Regions from separate parts of the Mus musculus genome. Here region 1 is linked to region 2. Evidence: chromatin contacts called from public promoter capture Hi-C data. All regions are on one chromosome and are shown on one strand. Each heading gives the region's core, a stretch centred on a gene start, on an enhancer-like site or on the middle of the called end of the contact. The rest is flanking DNA. Distances are from core to core; before and after follow the strand shown. Region 1 holds the start of Prrc2a (proline-rich coiled-coil 2A). Region 2 holds the start of Akap8l (A kinase (PRKA) anchor protein 8-like).

The links. Promoter capture Hi-C pulls out the DNA fragments that hold promoters and counts their contacts.
Region 1: a promoter capture Hi-C map of liver shows a contact between it and region 2, with 2.8 times the contacts expected there. The contact joins the promoter of Prrc2a here to the promoter of Akap8l in region 2. A contact is called at or near these places in 2 of 39 promoter capture datasets (hippocampal neurons and liver) and 1 of 115 datasets of contacts at active chromatin or transcription factors (astrocytes).

The regions. Positions count from the first base shown.
Region 1 is chr17:35,163,053-35,166,950 of GRCm38.p6, reverse strand. It overlaps Prrc2a (proline-rich coiled-coil 2A), which reads left to right and starts at 2,074. Exons shown (of 31, transcript NM_020027.3): 1 at 2,074-2,216.
Region 2 is chr17:32,349,249-32,352,851 of GRCm38.p6, reverse strand. It overlaps Akap8l (A kinase (PRKA) anchor protein 8-like), which reads left to right and starts at 2,275. Exons shown (of 14, transcript NM_017476.2): 1 at 2,275-2,365. The coding sequence starts at 2,353.

The DNA.
Region 1 (3,898 bases), core at 825-3,324, 2.8 Mb before region 2:
TGATTCTTTGATTTACCTACATCAGCTAGGCACAGACCTGCAAACGTTTGCCTCTACTCTCCAGTACCTGAGCTATATCTTGCAGCAATGGCGCCCTCTGGTGTAAAACTCTCATGTAACTCTTGTGTAGGTAGGGATAGGATAGGGATACTTCAACCCTTGGCAGCAACTGGAATTGCAGCTTCCAGGTGTGCCTAGCATCCTTCAGACCTTGACACCCATCAGCATTTCAGTTTCAATGTGTCTCAAAATGGACTAATATTGCTCTGTGTGTGTGTGTGGGGGGGTGGTACATATGGAGGCCAGAGAGCAACCTTGGCTGCCATTTCCCAGATCATGCCCACCTTGGTTTTGTGTGTGTGGTTTTGAGATGAGTTCTCTCTTCTCTCATGGCCTTGACCTACCTATGAGAGTGTGGCGGCAGGCCAGTGAGTCCTAGGGGATCCATCCGTCTCTCGCCTCTACAGCACTGGAACTACGGCGGACGCCAAGTGCTTCTTTCTCCCTCCCCCCCTACTCTCTCTCCCCATATATCTTTTAACCTGCTCCCACCAGGACAGTCAGGTTATTCCTCTGCCTCTACAATATCCCATGCATGTCTCTGGTACTTCAAACTGTTACTGATGACCACTGGAGAGATGGCTCAGCACTTGCTGTTCTTTCAGAGGACCTGGATTCGATCCCCAACACCTACATCTGGGAACTCACAATCACCAGTAATTCCAGTTCAAAGAGATCTGAACTCCTCTTGGTACAGGAACCAAGAACCCAGGTGGCACCAGGAACCCACTTGGTACATATGCATATATGTAGATATGCATACAAATAAAATAAAAACAAATAAATGTTTCTAGAGTTAGGAAAATGGCTCAGCGGATGAAATGCTTGCTAACAAGCATGAGGACCTAAGTTTGGACCTCCTGTACTCATGTCCAGGCTGGGCAGATCACTCCTGTCTGTAACTTCAGCACCGGGATGCAGAGATAGAAAGATCTCAAGCTCTTTGGCCAGTCCATATGGAATCTGAGCTCAGCCATCCAAGTATCAAGATTCACTGAAAGATGAAAAGAATGTCTCAAAAAATAAAGTGTTTGCGCGAGCCCTCTGGACGTCAACCTCTGGTTTGTAAAGGCCAGTGAGCACCCACCAATATACATAAAAATTCACAGGAAAATGTTGAGTAAGTGTAAGTGTGGTGAGAGGCAAAGATTTCTACAGTCAAGTACTAAGAAACAAAGAGGGGAAGTAGTACGACCTTTAAAGCTGAAACTCATTGTTGAAGGAACATTAATTATAAAAACAGTTTTTAAAACTATTGAGCATAAAAATTAAATGTCAAATATCCGCCGTAGTTAGTCGCTGCTAAAATTTGGAAGAGTAGGTCATTCCTTGCCTTTGTTCAAATTGTTTGCATATATTATGCAAATACCCAGAACCATTCGAAGAACGCCTACTCGAAGAAAGTCAATGATACACTCCTCTGGACCCTTTGATTGGCTTGCCTATCCACTTCATTTGCATGACGTGATTTGATAACTGGAAAGCCCCGCCTCCCTGACGCGTTTACCTCTCACGAATGGACACCAGACCTGAAATTCTTCCAGGGTCTATGTAACTCCGCCCTCGACTAACTAATCCCTTCCATTCGTCGCAGTTCTTTCCGTCTTCTCCGCTGAGAGTGACCGGGGCCTAGCATCCCTTCCCTGCGTGTCTCTCGGCTCCCAGCCGTCCGCGGACCAACTACGCATGCGCATCCTTTTTCTCCCACCATCCGTCGTGTAAATTCTGCGCCCCAACGGCCTCGCATTCCGCCCGGTCTACGCGTCTCAACTGCCGACGCCAAGACGTCTCCCTAGCCAACCGGCGTCCTAGCGTCTGTAAGTCCCTCCCCTTTATGCAAATATCCTCCACACACTGCCTTTATTTTTTTAAAGTAGGGACAGCCCTGAAGAGCGGAGGGGTCGGAGAGTAAGGGCTCCGCCCCCTATGCAAATAAGGGGGCGTGCCCAGCCGCGGAGGGAGGCGGGAGGTGGGGGGTGTTCCCGGGGGCGGCGGTTGCCCGGATGGGCCGTTAGTCGGAGCCCAGCCGCGGAGTGAGCGAGGGAGACGGGAGGAGCCGAGCGCGGCGCCATCCGCCGCCATCCGCCCCCGCCCCGCCGCCATCCGCCCCGGGAAGCCTTTGAGCCCGGGTCCCGGACCCCCACGCACCCGGCTAGGTGAGTCTGGGCGAGCTGGGCGCTGACGCCCTTTCCGGCGCGGGGCGGCGGCAGCGGCGGCGGCGGGCCGGGGGAGAAGCTGCCATCAGCCGCCGCCATCTTGTCCTCCTGCCGCCGGCCTGCCCCTCCCCCTCGGCCTGCGCCGGCCGCTCCCAGGCCGCTGTGGAGGGCTGGGGGCGGCCGCGGCCCAGCAGCCTGCTCCTCAGGGCACGACCGCGCTCCAGGCCGCGGTTCCTGCTCGCGTCGCGCCCTCGGCCCCTCGGCCGGCCCGGGGCCCCTCCGCCGCCTGTAGACCTACCCTTTGAGGGGCTCTTGGTGTTTCTGGAGCCCTTGCTGCCACCCGGCGCTATGGCTCCCGGTCTTTCTTGGTCTTTGCGTCGAGTCACTCTGGTTCTGGAGCCCCGCTTTCGGCCAGCATCTTCGCCTTTCTGCGTCCCCCAAGCCTCTGCGTTCCCTTTTCCCCCCATGGCCCTATCTCCTCCTCTTCCCTCTTTTCTTCTGAGCTCCCCTGACACTGCCCCTTGTCAGCCTTCCTCAGCCGTTCCTGCTTCCCTCCCTGCTTTCTGCTTGATTCTCTCTTTAGCAGTTGAAATCTGTCTGCTCTACGGTTTTTCTGCTTTCTCCCCCTTTCATGGTAGATTTCAGATTGCCTTCCTTAAGTGCCTAGAGAGCAACCCCTGTCTTCTTTTCTCTGGCTTGTGGTAAAGTTAGTTCTCTCCCCGATTTTGGCTTTCATCCTAGGCCTGCATGCTTTCTTGCTATCTTCCATCTCTTTTTCACACTGTTCCCACCCACAAATGAATGCCCGGTCACTCGAGGATGGATTCAGATGTAGAGTTTTTCCTGCCTGAGGAGTAAGGGCTGTTAGGGGAACAAATGACTGCTTATGAAGAGACTGGATGAGGATAAAAATGGTAGTTGGTTCTGGGTTTGGCCTCTGCTGCCTGGCCCATGGTTACAGGGTGTTGTCGAGGTAGCTCCGTCATGCTGTGGTTTTCCTCAGTTTTACATGGGGTCCACTAGTTTTTTGTTTTTTTGTTTTTTTCTGCCAGCAGAATTGTTTCCAAGAGCCTGTGTGGGGGCTATGTAAGGAATAGATGGAATATTTTGCATCCAGGGGTTCTGTGGAGCCCCTGTTGTTTAGTAAGGCTTAGTCTGGCACCAGCTCCTGGTCTGAGAGCAAGCTCATAAAAATCCTTAAGCTCCCAGCATACCTTCCTTCAAACCTCCCAGATGGGACTTAAGGCTGCTGGGAATGAAACCTGGGACACAGGGCCCTGGGGCGTGATTAGGGAGCTGGTGTCTAATAGGTTGACAATCTGAAGTTCTTGTACTTGCTCGATAGAGTTGTGTACCTCATTCTGGTTTTCTCTGGGGCTTTGACTTGGTTGTTCAATTTAATCGTATGTCTCTGAAATTATTTTGGAGGAGTGTAAGATTAGTTGCCATTTCTAAATGGCACAAAGGATAGATGGGTAAGATACTAGGTTGCTACTTGGTTTTCTTTGTTGGGATATGTCAGGGGGAAGGGGGCTGTGGAAGCCAAGTGGATGGTGGTTGCTTAAGAGACTGTAGTGTTTTACACAAGCCAGAGAACCAAGTATTTGGGCCCTAAAGAGAATGCAGAGAGCTTCTAAGCTTTTGTCTGAAAGGGGCAGAACCTGAACTGCCTACTGTCTGGC
Region 2 (3,603 bases), core at 1,026-3,525:
TTGGTCATATCCAAGACAGGAAAAGAAGTGGGATTTCTCATGCTAAGAACTGACCCAAACATGTTTCTTCATAGCAATTTAAAATATAAAATCCATTTTTTTAAAATATAAAGGCGACAAATTTTAAAAGTTCCAGTGACAGAAGTAGTAACATGGAAGTCCTTCCTACCTACTACATAGGTAGTAGCCAGCTGTATCTTTGTACACAGTAACACGTTACTCTACACTGATAGCTGTATATTTTTGCAAGGATCGTATACCATTCTCACAACAGACCTTTTCCTAAAACTCCTGAGCATAGCTTAAGTCTTTGCTTAAACCACTCCATGGTCTCAAAGAAACAATCTTAACTTTTAGGCTAAGCTCAACCTGTGAGGACATCAGAAATTAAACAAGACCTTGGGTGAAATCACACCAAGTGCTACAAAGTAAACTGCAGGATCTAGAGATATCATGGGGCTGTACTTTATCTAGGATTCCAGAAAGTATGGCACTCCAAAGAGGCAGTACACATAAAGCGGACTTATGTCGCATGTTCCCGGGTCACATGCACATGGTCCACTGCAACTGGCTTTCTTTTGCAAAAGTGGGGAGAAATTATCGTCAGGACATTGTATCTGGACAAATGGTAAAAACAAGCCCTTTTAATCACAGCAACAGCCTAATCTATACTTCTCTACCTCCCCTGCCCCAACTAAATTGTGAAGAACAGTTTTGGCTATCATATCAACTATTTCAGTATGTTTCTTTGAAGGATCTAGGCCTTTTAAAGAATGCCATTGTTATTACCCCTAAAGAAACTGCTAACAAGAACTGAGAGGTGGCTCAATGGCAAAGAACACACACTGCTCTTACAGAGAACTTGGATTTGGTTCCCAGCACCCACATGGCAGCTCACAGTAACTCCAGGGTATCCAGTACCCTCTTCTGACCACCTCAGGCACTGGGGGTGCATGTAGTTGCATAGACATATATTCAAGCAAAACAAATACATAAGCCTAAAAAGAATTGATAAACATTCCTTAATACCAATAGAACACCTACTTTAACATTTCTCAAAACCATAAGAAGGTACATGAATCATAGAAGCAGAGCTTGCTGTAGTTTATCCATTGTTTTATTTTTAGGGTTCTTCCAAGGATACCTCCCATGGTGACTTTCCACACAGCCAGGAGGAGCCAGGCATAGTGCTTAGAACAAGGCTGGTACTGGGTTACATTTTTCGTTTTGTGGAGCTGAGCATTGAACATAGGTTCTTATGTCAAGCATTTGCAATAATATATGATACATTGAGATATACTACTTGTATAACAAATAGCATACACATAAACAGTTATTTTTAAAGTGGTTTTTGAGAGGCAGGAGAGATGGCTCAGCAGTTAAGAGCACTAGCTGTTTTCCCAGAGGACCCAGGTTCAATTCCCAGTACCTTCATGGCAGCTCAGGGCTGTCTGAAACTCCAGTTCAGGTGATCTGACACCCTCACACAGACACGCGCAAGCAAAACACTAATACACATAAAATTTTCAAAAGCATCTTTATTTTGCAGTTGGAGAGCTCACATAAGGCCTTCTGTACATGCTAGGATAAAATGTTTTTCCACCAAGCTATATCCTTACAAACACTATTAATTGTTATGTAACGATTAATAAGAAAATAATATTTACTATTTACTTTGTGAAACTGGCCCTAATTCTTTACCCCTCCTTGAAACGGGGACTCACTGGAACCCAGAGTGGCTTAGAATTCATATAGTATAATCTGACCTCAAACTCGAGTCATTCTGTCTCAGGCTCCGGTATTCTGGGGTTACAGAAGTCAGCTACTACACATGGCCTTCTTCGTTTGTTTTAACGTTATCTCACATAACGTTTGTCAGGACCTTGTTTAGCAGTTAGATACTAATTTTCTCCTTTCAACATGGCTTTACCATTCTTGACTTCATTTCAGTGGCGGGGCGCAAGACGGTCGTCTCTGCTCACGCTGGCAAGTGTCTCGCTCGCACACACCAGGCGAGCACACGCGTGGGCTCGGACCTCTAGGTTGCATGCAGCTCCGCCCCTTCGAACCTTTCCATCTTCTCCCCTTGGCCTATTGGCGCAGGTTTTTGTTAACAGGAGGCGGAGAGTAAGGCGGGGTCGTCGGGGGTTGGCAGTATCTCCAACCACTGTCACGAAGAGGTGTAAAAATAGACAGGTAGCGAAACCAATAGGCGTGAAGTCCGAGGTTTGCAGAAGCCAATGAGATAAGGAGGCGGGGCTGGAGCGTGTGTGGAAGGACCCCAGGGATTGTTGTGGCGTCAGACGCGCAGAGTAGCGGTCTGTGTCCACGGCTCGGGTGTTCTCTGCGGCCATGAGCTACACAGGTAGGCCCAACAGGGTGAAGGCAGCGCTCTGGGCCGGGGCGTCAGGACGGGCTGAGTCATGCTAGGATCTCCTCTTGTAGTGTCGTGGTCATTGCCCTCTGTGGTCACAAAATGGCGTCTTAGGCTCTTCCCTTCGGGGTCGCATCCCTCAAGCTTCGGCTCTCACTGACCTCAGCCGGGCATCTTGGACTCTCCTGGCTACTCAAGGATTTGCTTGTGTCTTCTGTGACCGTAGGTCTTGGGCCTCAACGTTAGGTTCAGGCTTCCCGCACCTCCGTTCGTCATTCCCTGGCTAGTGCCCCACGGACACCCACGTCTAAGACGTCGCTTCTCAGGCCTGAGCTTCTGAGATCAGTCCGTTGGGGCGGCTGCTGTCGCCATTGCCTCCCTTGAGCAGTTTCTGTGCAAAACGTCGCAGACCCTTACTCATGGCACTCCCCCCACTTCATCTGGTATAAAGCGGGAGGGGGGGAGAGCCAACCTCCCCTACCTCACTCCCCCAGGGGGCGGTGAGAATCTGTAAATCTATATGAAGGCTCTGAACCGTTGCAGGGAGCTTTAGAGAGCAAGCTTGAACCCTGGTGACGAATGACTACTTTCCACTCAACTTACCGAATCAGGTGCTGAATAGACACTGAATGCTGACAAGAATTTCTTAAGCATCTTATAGGCGAGGACAGACAAAATACAATAAATATATTATTTTGGGTCTTGGGTATCCTGAAGAGATTCAGCCATTACACGGAGAGCTTTGAAGCCTCTGGGAAGGGTGACGTTTAAGAAGAGATGTAAGCAAAATAGGAAAGAGTAAAGATAGCTGTCGCTGTAAAACATACTGGGCTGGAACCGCCTACCTACTTAGATCAGTGATATTTGAGCAAAGAGGAAGGTGGGTGAGGAGCATGGTGAGGGGTGTGGAATATGCTTGAGTGACTGTAGAATCATTCTTGAGTGAGTTAGTTGCCAAGGCTCCCTGGGTTTGCCAATGAAACTTATCAGTCAGTGCCACAGACAGTGCCTCCCACTTTACTGGAGGTATTTCAGGCTTGAACTTAAGTGGTTGCTGGATAACCCACATTCTGTTTGGAATGTTTAAGGCTTTCAATGGAACCTGAGCTTTATGCCAGTCCTCCTAAGCCCCTGGGTCAAATGCTTGCCAAGAACCTTGGGATTTTTAACAACCATCCTCTAGGCCAGTGGTTCTCAACCAGGGTGATTTTGCCTGCCTCACACCTCCC